Regions from separate parts of the Sus scrofa genome. Here all the other regions are linked to region 2. A link is a contact called in public HiChIP or PLAC-seq data. All regions are on one chromosome and are shown on one strand. Each heading gives the region's core, a stretch centred on a gene start, on an enhancer-like site or on the middle of the called end of the contact. The rest is flanking DNA. Distances are from core to core; before and after follow the strand shown. Region 1 holds the start of PSMD12 (26S proteasome non-ATPase regulatory subunit 12). Region 2 overlaps PITPNC1 (phosphatidylinositol transfer protein, cytoplasmic 1). Region 3 overlaps PITPNC1 (phosphatidylinositol transfer protein, cytoplasmic 1).

The links. HiChIP or PLAC-seq counts read pairs in DNA pulled down with a chosen protein or histone mark.
Region 1: an H3K27ac HiChIP or PLAC-seq map of alveolar macrophages shows a contact between it and region 2. The contact joins the promoter of PSMD12 here to the enhancer-like site in region 2. A contact is called at or near these places in 6 of 47 Hi-C or Micro-C datasets (blood, liver, retroperitoneal adipose tissue and 2 more) and 1 of 2 datasets of contacts at active chromatin or transcription factors (alveolar macrophages).
Region 3: a contact with region 2 is called in an H3K27ac HiChIP or PLAC-seq map of alveolar macrophages. The contact joins two enhancer-like sites. A contact is called at or near these places in 2 of 2 datasets of contacts at active chromatin or transcription factors (alveolar macrophages and skeletal muscle).

The regions. Positions count from the first base shown.
Region 1 is chr12:13,728,612-13,731,450 of Sscrofa11.1, forward strand. It overlaps PSMD12 (26S proteasome non-ATPase regulatory subunit 12), which reads right to left and starts at 1,461. Exons shown (of 11, transcript XM_003482961.3): 1 at 1,252-1,461. The coding sequence starts at 1,359.
Region 2 is chr12:13,944,390-13,947,453 of Sscrofa11.1, forward strand. All of the region lies in intron 5 of PITPNC1 (phosphatidylinositol transfer protein, cytoplasmic 1), which reads left to right. Among named protein-coding and RNA genes, the nearest start is that of NOL11, 90 kb to the right of the region's middle. Within about 2 kb of position 1,397, at least 3 of the 83 cell types and tissues checked have an H3K27ac peak or open chromatin away from gene starts, as enhancers often do. A contact at or near this core is called in alveolar macrophages, where this site is marked.
Region 3 is chr12:13,790,201-13,793,267 of Sscrofa11.1, forward strand. The region is part of intron 1 of PITPNC1 (phosphatidylinositol transfer protein, cytoplasmic 1); the gene reads left to right. Among named protein-coding and RNA genes, the nearest start is that of PITPNC1, 50 kb to the left of the region's middle. Within about 2 kb of position 1,576, at least 32 of the 83 cell types and tissues checked have an H3K27ac peak or open chromatin away from gene starts, as enhancers often do. A contact at or near this core is called in alveolar macrophages, where this site is marked.

The DNA of each region.
Region 1 (2,839 bases), core at 211-2,710, 220 kb before region 2:
CCCCACTAAATTCTTTTTCTGGAAAAAAGAAAAGCATTAAAATAGTTCTTTCGAAGAATTCAATGTGAAGTATTACTTGACACCCCTCCTGACCCTAAACATATTATGTTTTAATGTACTGAGGTAGTAAGCTCCTTTAGAGACCAAAAAAAAAAAAAAAAAAAAAAAAACAAACAAAAAAAAACCCTATTAGTGAAAGCATCCCAAATGAACAGCAATAAATGTTTGTGGCTGGATTGATGAAGGAATTTAATGAGGCCTCAGCAGAATCCTTAACAACATCCCATGATGGAACTGATTCAACAACCATCCAAACCTTAGTCAGGCAAACCTAGATTTAAATCCCTGGTTCTATCTATTACTAACTGTTCTGACGGACAAACAATTCTGAGTCTTGGTTTCTTTACCTATAAAATGACCCACAAAGTTGCCTGACACAGCAGGGGGCATGATAAATGTTTGGATTAAGTAAAATTTCTTTTTCATGGGAAATAAGCAGTTGGGCTAAACTACTGTCCATGACCCCCGCTCCTGTGACTCTGCACTTTCGTGCTTATTTGTCTATTTCCCGCAGGTCCTGCTCCGCGGATGACTCCTCCCCATCCCAATCTTACTCACTCCTCAAGCCCTAATACAAACGTCAGCTTCTCTGTAAAACTCTCCCTTATCCCATCTCTAAGAACAAACAGCTTCCTCCTGTGTTTCAGTAACACTTTTATATTTGTACAGCACTCACCACCATGCGTGACTTGTCTACCTCCTTGCCTACATGAACTCCTTAAGGACAGGGATCCTGTGTTAATCACCTTCGTCCTATCACTTTCCTGTCCCTTCTTCTGGCCAAAGGCCAAGCACTTCGCCACGATCCATAAGCAACAAGAGAAATTGATCCGGCAAGAGCAACGAATCTAAACCTTCTGATCTAGCGTGAATGCTGAAATGGCCTTAACCCCCGAGAAACTACTAAAGTAAACGTGAAACAAAATCCAAGAAAAGGCAAAAAGTACTATGAAGTCTCATCCCCCTCCAGGAATTGAAGTGACCATCGGTCTTGGGGAAGGTCTGGGAAGCTGTAAGCCCTAACGTACTCTGGGTGCGGGATCTCCCTATTCAGGCAGACCTGGGATCTCCTACTTCTGCAGGCAATAGGGGGATGAGCACTCCAGCCCGCAGGCCCCCAGAGGCCTAAGCAAGCTCCGCGCCGTGACTCAGCCCCTGGCGCCCGCCAAGAAGCAGCCGGCCTCCCCTTACCTTGGCCAGCTTCTCGCACTCGGGCAGCCGCTGATCCACTGTGGCGCTGTAGTCCACCTCCATCTTCACGATGCGCCCATCAGCCCGCTCCGAGCCGCCGTCCGCCATGGTCCTCGCCTAAGCGTCCCTTGCTGTCCCCCTGCTTCGGCCACCACTCGTCAGCCACACCGGAAGCCGCCGGCGCACCCGCTCAGGCAGTGCCTGGGCAGCCCGCGCGAAGGACCCCCACGAGGACCCCTGCGCCGGGCGCCAGGCAGGCACTGCCGCAGACAGCCCTGAGGGCGGAGCTAGGAGCGGGCTCCGCCCCGCCCGCCAAGTCCGGTTTTCGTCTGGTGACAGACTTCTCTAAATTTGCGGTGAGGAAAGCGAGTGTTATCAAATAGGCTGTCGTATATATCTTCTCACACCTCTGCTTTGAAATATTGCGATTTCTCGGAACCATGGGCGAGTCACTGAACTTTTCTTGGATTTCGGTTTTCTCGCGGCTCCAGGAGCAGGCTGAAAGAAACCCCGAAGAAAAAAGTTCTCAGGTTTCTTCTGGTTGAGAGTCTTGGTGGCTTCATCTGTGAAATCTCCTCAAGCTCATAAGAAAAGCCATGGCAGTGGTTCGGTAGTGCAATAGGTAAATATTATGTTGATAAGAATCTTTACAAAAGACTATTTTTGCTTTTTCCCTGAAAGACCTTTTTGAGCATCAAACGAGATTTTGTATAGGAACCTATTTCCAATTCTTAAGAACCATACAAGTTTTTTTCATTACTACCCACACCATCTAGGTCCCTTTTAAAAAAGCTTAAGACCTTGAAAGTGAGAAGGAGGTTGTGTGTGGTGTGGTCCAGGTGTCAACAGTAGCCTGGGAAGCAAATGGAAATCTTAGTGTGGTCTGCCCGTTATGTTAGTGGTTCTCAGTTTAATTAGCCTCAAGCTCCCTTTATAAGTGCTGAATAGACCTTAAAAACAAACAAACAAAAAAACTGTTCTGTAATGAAAATCATGGTAATATAACCCATCTACACACATAATTAAAAAAATAGTCCTAGATCTAATGTAAAGGAGAAAGATTGCAAAATACCAAAATAATATATTTCAAAATATAAAGGCTAGGAGTTCATAGTGGCACAGTGGTTAGCGAATCCGACTAGGAACCATGAGGTTGCAGGTTCGATCCCTGGCCTTGCTCAGTGGGTTAAGGATCTGGCGTTGCTGTGAGCTGTGGTGTGGGTCACAGACGTGGCTCGGATCCCACGTTGCTGTGGCTGTGGTGTAGGCCGGTGGTTACAGCTCTGATTAGACCCCTAGCCTGGGAACCTCCATATGCCGTGGGAGCAGCCCTAGGAAAGGCAAAAAGACAAAAACAAAACAAAACAAAACAAAACAAAAAACAAAATATAAAGGCTAAAACATGTCTGCAGTAGAAATACAAAGAAGTAGTCATTTGCTCGTATGCATATCCACTACCTTAACTATAAATGCAAAAGTTACAGCTGCCACGGGTGTATTCTGTTGATTACTTGAAGCATGAGGGTAGAATGATTTTTCCAACATGTTATACCACTGACCACATCAAAGTATAATCATCCATTGCTTT
Region 2 (3,064 bases), core at 147-2,646:
GAGGGCATTGCGATTGAGAAAGGTCTAAATAAATTGCCCAAGGCCACGCAGTTAATAACGGACAAAACTGGGGTCCTCAGTCGTTTGACTGTGTCTTCTTTGCTCTTTCCACCCTCCTCCTCAGCTGCCAAGAAGCAAATCCTGTGGCCAGAGTGGACCTCGGTGGGGAGCATCTGCCCTAAACTGGCTGTCTGAATTAATGCAACAAGGGGTGATGGGGGATAAATGAGGGAATTATCCAGTAGTTGGGTTGAAAAAGTCTTCAATATGTAAACAAGCCTTACATAAATCATGGAAAATGGGATTGAGAGCAGAGAGTAAACAGGTAAAAATATTTTATCAAGCCTGGGGGAAAACACACTTTTCCTCAAATACCCATGTGGTATTTCTCGCTTTTTTTTTTTTTTTTTTTTTGTCTTTTTGTCATTTCTTGGGCCGCTTCCGCTGCGTATGGAGGTTCCCAGGCTAGGGGTCCAATCAGAGCTGTAGCCACCAGCCTACACCAGAGCCACAGCAACGCGGGATCCGAGCCGCATCTGTGACCTACACCACAGCACACGGCAATGCCAGATCCTTAACCCACTGAGCAAGGCCAGGGATTGAACCTGCAACCTCATGGTTCCTAGTCAGATTCATTAACCACTGAGCCATGATGGGAACTCCTCTCTCTTTTTTTAATCTCGGCAGCTGCAGCAATTCCAGATCCTTTAACCCACTGTGCCAGGCTGGAGATTGTACCTGCATCCTGGTGCTACAGAGACCTAATGATTTCTTTGCACCACAGCAGGAACTCCTGACCCTTTTTCAGCCAAACCTAAATTCAGATGCCTTCAAAAAGATGTTTAAGGTGTTCCCATTGTGGCTCAGCAGAAACGAACACAACTAGTATCCACGAGGATGTGGGCTCGATCCCAGGCCTCGCTTGGTGGGTTAAGGATCCAGCCTTGCTGCAAGCTGCAGCACAGGCAGCTGCAGCTCTGATTCAGCCCCTTGTCTAGGAACTCACATATGCTGCAAATGTGAACCTAAAAAGAAAAAAAAAAATGTTTAGAGAGTAAAGCATTGCACTGATTCCTTCTAGTGTACTTTTCATTTCTGTCATTGTGTTGTTCATCTGTGTGTTCTTTAAATCTTCTAGCTCTTTGTTAAATATTTCTTGTATCTTCTTGGTCTGTGCCTCCAATCTTTTTCCTAGATCTTGGCTCATCTTTACTATCATTGCTCTGAATTCTTTTTCAGGTAGACTGCCTGTCTCCACTTCAATTAGTTGTTCTTCTGACACATATTTCTCTTTCTCATTTTGTCTCACTTGCTGTGTTTGTGGTCTCCATTCTGCAGGCTGCAGGATCATAGTACCTCTTGCTTCTTGTATCTGCCCCCTGGTGGATGGGGTTGGTCCAGGGGCTCATGCAGGCTTCCTAGTGGGAGGGACTGGTGCCTGCCCACTGGTCAGTGGAGCTATGTCTTGTCCCTCTCATGGCCAGGGACATATCAAGGGGCGTGTTTAGAGGCCAGGTGGCCGAGGCCAGGCAATATTAGGCAGCCTATCTGCTGATAGGTGGGGCTGTATTTCCACCCTATTGGTTGTTTGACCTGAGGTGTCGCAGCACTGGAGCCTGCAGGCTCTTAGGTGGGGCCCGGTCTTGGTGCTGAAATGGCAACCTCCAGAAGAGCTCACACAGATCAATATTCCTTGGGGCCTCCGCCAGCAGTCCTCAACCCCAGAGTGAGCCACAGCCAACTCCCACCTCCCCAAGAGGCCCTCCAGGACCCTCAGGTAGCTCTGGCCCAGGCTCCTATGGAGTCACTGCTTTGCCCTGGGTCCCAGTGCATGTGAAACCTTGAGTGTGCCCTCCACGAGTGGACTCTGTTTCCCCCAGTCCTCTGGAGCTCCTGCACTCGAGCCCCACTGGTCTTCAAAGCCAAATGCTCTGGAGACCCCTCTTCCTGATGCCAGACCTGCAGGCAGGGGAGTCTCACATGGGGCTCAGCATTCTCACTTCTGTGAGAGAACTTCTGTGATATAATTATTTTCCTGTTGGTGGGTTGCCCACCCGGCAGGTATGACATTTGATTATATCGTGAAAGTGCCCTCCTTCTGTCTCTGTGGCTTCTTCCATGTCTTTGGATATAGAATATCTTTTTTTTTTTTTTTTTGTAGTTTCTAGCCTTTTTTGTTGATGGTTGTCCAACAGTTATTTGTGATTTTGATATTGCTCTGAGAGGAGGTGAGCTCAGGTCCTTCTGCTCTGCCATCTTGTCTCCTCTCCAGGGAAGCATTGCATTGAAAACTGCCTTTTTCAAAAAAGCTCAACAGAGTCCCTTTACATTCAGCCAAGTGGCCATGAAGAGAAAAGCATGTAAATGCAGGCTGGGGACCCCGGGGCCATATTTGGATGACCAGGTGTGGAATAAGGACCCTTTGCCTGGAAGACTGTACATCCATCTCAGAAACATTTTTAAAGCTGAGCTTCATAATATAATGGAAACGCTGACACAACCTGCTATCAGCAACCACGATATTAAACAGGCACAGAGCCAACAGCAATGGCATGGAGCCAGGAAGGAGAGATTAGCATCACAAGTAAGAGATTTTAGGCTTTGAGCCAGGAGAGGTTTTTTTTTTTTTTTTTTTTTTTTTTCTTTTCATTAAAAAATAGTAATAAAAAGGAAGAGAGAACGAACAAAAAAAGAGGAAAGGTGCAAAAGAATTCTTATTTAGCAGCCCTTTTTCAGATGGTTCTTCTGGAATATCTGGATAAGCATAGTAACAAACCACTGTCCATCTGAAAATTTGGCAGTTGCTTGACCTTAAAATGGTCTTGGCAGAAACCCTTCCGACCGGCCCCCTTGGCTGTCCTTGGTTAGCCCTTGTGCAGAATGGGGTATGCTACCGGCAGCAGAGGGAAATAGTGATCATGGAGGCCCGTTTTCTACTTGAAGTCGGAGAAAACTCCATCTGAGCAAAAACTTGGGGTTGCTTCCTTCTTGGCCTAGGGAGCTCTAAGGGATGTTGTCTGTCGCAAGTACCTCTTGAAGCTGGATGCTATGCCCAGCTTCCCTG
Region 3 (3,067 bases), core at 326-2,825, 150 kb before region 2:
GGTCTGTGTACCTGGACAGTGTCAGTTTCTATGCCTGCTTCTGTCCTGTGTCATTGATGAGTGTCCTACTGTTGACTTAGGAAACAAAACAGAATAATACACCAAGCACTGTCTTTAGTTAATTAAGACTGTGCAGAATAGGATTCAAAACAGCTGTGTTTGCTGTTGGCGTGGCCGTTATCATCCCCGTCACACCCGGGTTCTGTCACAACAGTACCACATTTGTAAAAACAAAAGTTTAGAAAGGAAAAGGATGACTGTTCTCCCTCCAGCTACCAGTACAACCCACAGCCTCAGCTCCTAGTAGTTATTTAATTTTGTGTCTGGTAACAGGGCTCAGAGACATTTCTGTGAAGCAGATGTGTGAAGGGCTGAGCCTTATGCAAGCTCATTTCCTACAGAAACAAAGATATTCTGCAGCCTTAGAGGGGAAAGGGTTGTGACATTACTCGAAGATGCTTCCTTTTTGAATGCATTTGAGTAGCTTCACGGGTTGGTGTAGAATGTCATCCAGTTTATCACCTTTTGCCACATTTCTTGTAAGCGATGAACAGAGAAAGAGGATGAAGGAGAAAATAAAACGAACAGGGAAGCAGAAGAAGCAAAGGAGCAAGTAAAAAAAGACAAAACCGGGAGTTCTTATTGTGGCTCAGCAATCACGAACCCAACTAGTATCCAGGAGGACACAGGTTCGGTCCCTGACCTTGCTCAGTGGGTTAAGGATCTGGCATTGCTGTGAGCTGGGATATAGGTCGCAGATGTGGCTCAGATCCTGCGTTGCTGTGGCTGTGGCGGAGGTCAGCAGCTGCGGCTCTGGTTCCACTCCTAGCCTGGGAACTTCCAAATGCCACAAAAGTGTGGCCCTAAAACAAGAAGGACAAAACCCAAAAACCTCTTTTCCCAGCTTTGGATGTAAAACTTATCGAGGCAGGAGGAGAGTGAAAACATCTGCCTGAAGTGAGAGCTGTCTGTAGGCTGCATTCAGGTTATCACAGGTCGCCTGGTGCCTGGAATGCAGCCCTAACTGGGGTGAGGCTAGTGAGATATGTCTCTCGGGCTCCCAATTTAAGGAGGAGCCCCCAAACTCAATAATCACGATGGATACGATTTTCAACCCGATGTATTAAAAAATATATATATATCATGAATGCAAAGTATCCATGCTGAGCAACATACCGAATGTCGAGGACAGGGTCTGACACTGCCCTGGAAAACCGAACCTGATTTACCTCCCGCTCTAAAGACACTGAGCGCTTGAAAGGAAAACTTTCTTCTTGCTCTAGGCCTGGCTTTGCTCTGGCTTTGAATTCTAGTGCCTTTCCAGACCAGCTCTGTGACCTCAGGCTCATGAATCCACCTTTCTGAGCTGCCTTTTTGGGGTGATTTAAAAATTAGGCCTGTGATGCACTGGGCACATAGTTGATGCCCGATAAACCACAGCTCCAAATAAGTCATAGTTATTTCCAAAGAATTCAGGTCTTCAGGAGACCCAAGCAGGTCCTGCCTCTTACGCCTCTTAACACAGCACCACTTTCACTTTATAGGATGTCTCGGAGTAGAGCCTGTGCTTTGAACACTCCTACATCCGTTCGACTGCTTGGTAACCCATTTCCTGTTTAGTCATAGCTCCTTGCCCTGGGCTGGGCCATGAGCGGTGAACTTCCCTGTTAGGGCAACTCAGCCTTCTGAAGCCATCCAGAAATTAGGTTCGGGGGCGGCTTCTATTTAGTAAGGCCTCCCCCGTCATTGTGAGTCTCTCTCAATAGCATTTCCACACCTGATGATTCATCTCAGTGACGCCGCACCTCTGATTGTCACTTAAACTGTCCACCACCCTGAACTGGCCTCTGAATGGCTCCGCAGAGATGGGACCCCATGTCCCATAAGGTAGGACTGAAGCTGGCACAGGAGGCCGCGTGAAAATCTCCCCGGCAGGACGGTGGAGCGGGAATCTGGTTACTGCTTGATACAGAAAAGCGGAAAGCTCCCTATTCCTTCTCCCTCATTGTCCAAGGCAGGTGGAACCATTTTTCCAGCCGGAATTTCTTCTAATCTGATTATAGTTGCACAGACGACAAACCCGAGCCCTGGGTTCAATTCTTCTCCTCCTTCCTCCTAAGGATGCAAAATCAGATGGGAAAATGACTTCAACATCTTCTCAGACTTCGAGGGTCTTGGTTATCCCGAACCGGCCGTACCGTTTGGACACGATCACTGCGCCCTGCTCTTCGGCGAGAGGCAGATGTGAAGTTGGAACTACACATTTCTGGTTTCAGTCGTGTGTGGGCTTTGGATCTAAGCTCTTCTTTTCCACTTAATTAGTTAATAGGAATTTATTGAGCTGGGCGCAAAATGATCCACAAGCCTAGGAGGATGTGATTTTTGCCCCCGAAGTGTTTATGATGTGCTTGGGGGGAATAAACTGTGCCGGGGCTGAGCCTTGAGTTTATCCTCCTACTGCGTTTTTTTTATGTTTTTTTTTTTTTCTGCCCTTGAAATATTGCTCAAATCTGGTCTCCTCCTCTTTCACCCTCTGGGCATTTGCTCTTGCTTTAGGGCTCTCTCTCCTCATTTACAGCCCGGTCTGTAGAAGAGCCCTGCTGAGCTATATGGGAGACTTGAGGCAAGGAAAACTGCCCCCCTAGGTACACTTATCAAAACATCCTCCCATATGGAGAGCCAAGTGGGAAAAGTTAATAAAAGCTCTACCAAAAAAAAAAGAAATATACCACATATAAAGCCTCAGGTTGTCCAATCTGTTTCAGTATCCTTGTCCACCCTCATAAACCCACCCAGCGTGATGGGGGGTGGGGGAGGTGGAGGGATGGTGCTTTCAGTTGCATCATAAGGCAGGTTCATAAAACAAACAGCAACATTCTGTGTTTACTTTTAATTTGGATTTTTTTTTTTTTGCATTAATCTTGATTTCTAAAAAATATTGCACGAGTTCCTGTTGCGGCTCAGTGGGTTAAGAACCCAACTAGTATCCATGAGGATGTAGGTTTGATCCCTGGCCTTGCTCAGTGGTTAAAGGATCTGGTGTTGCAATGTGGGTCGCAGACGCAGT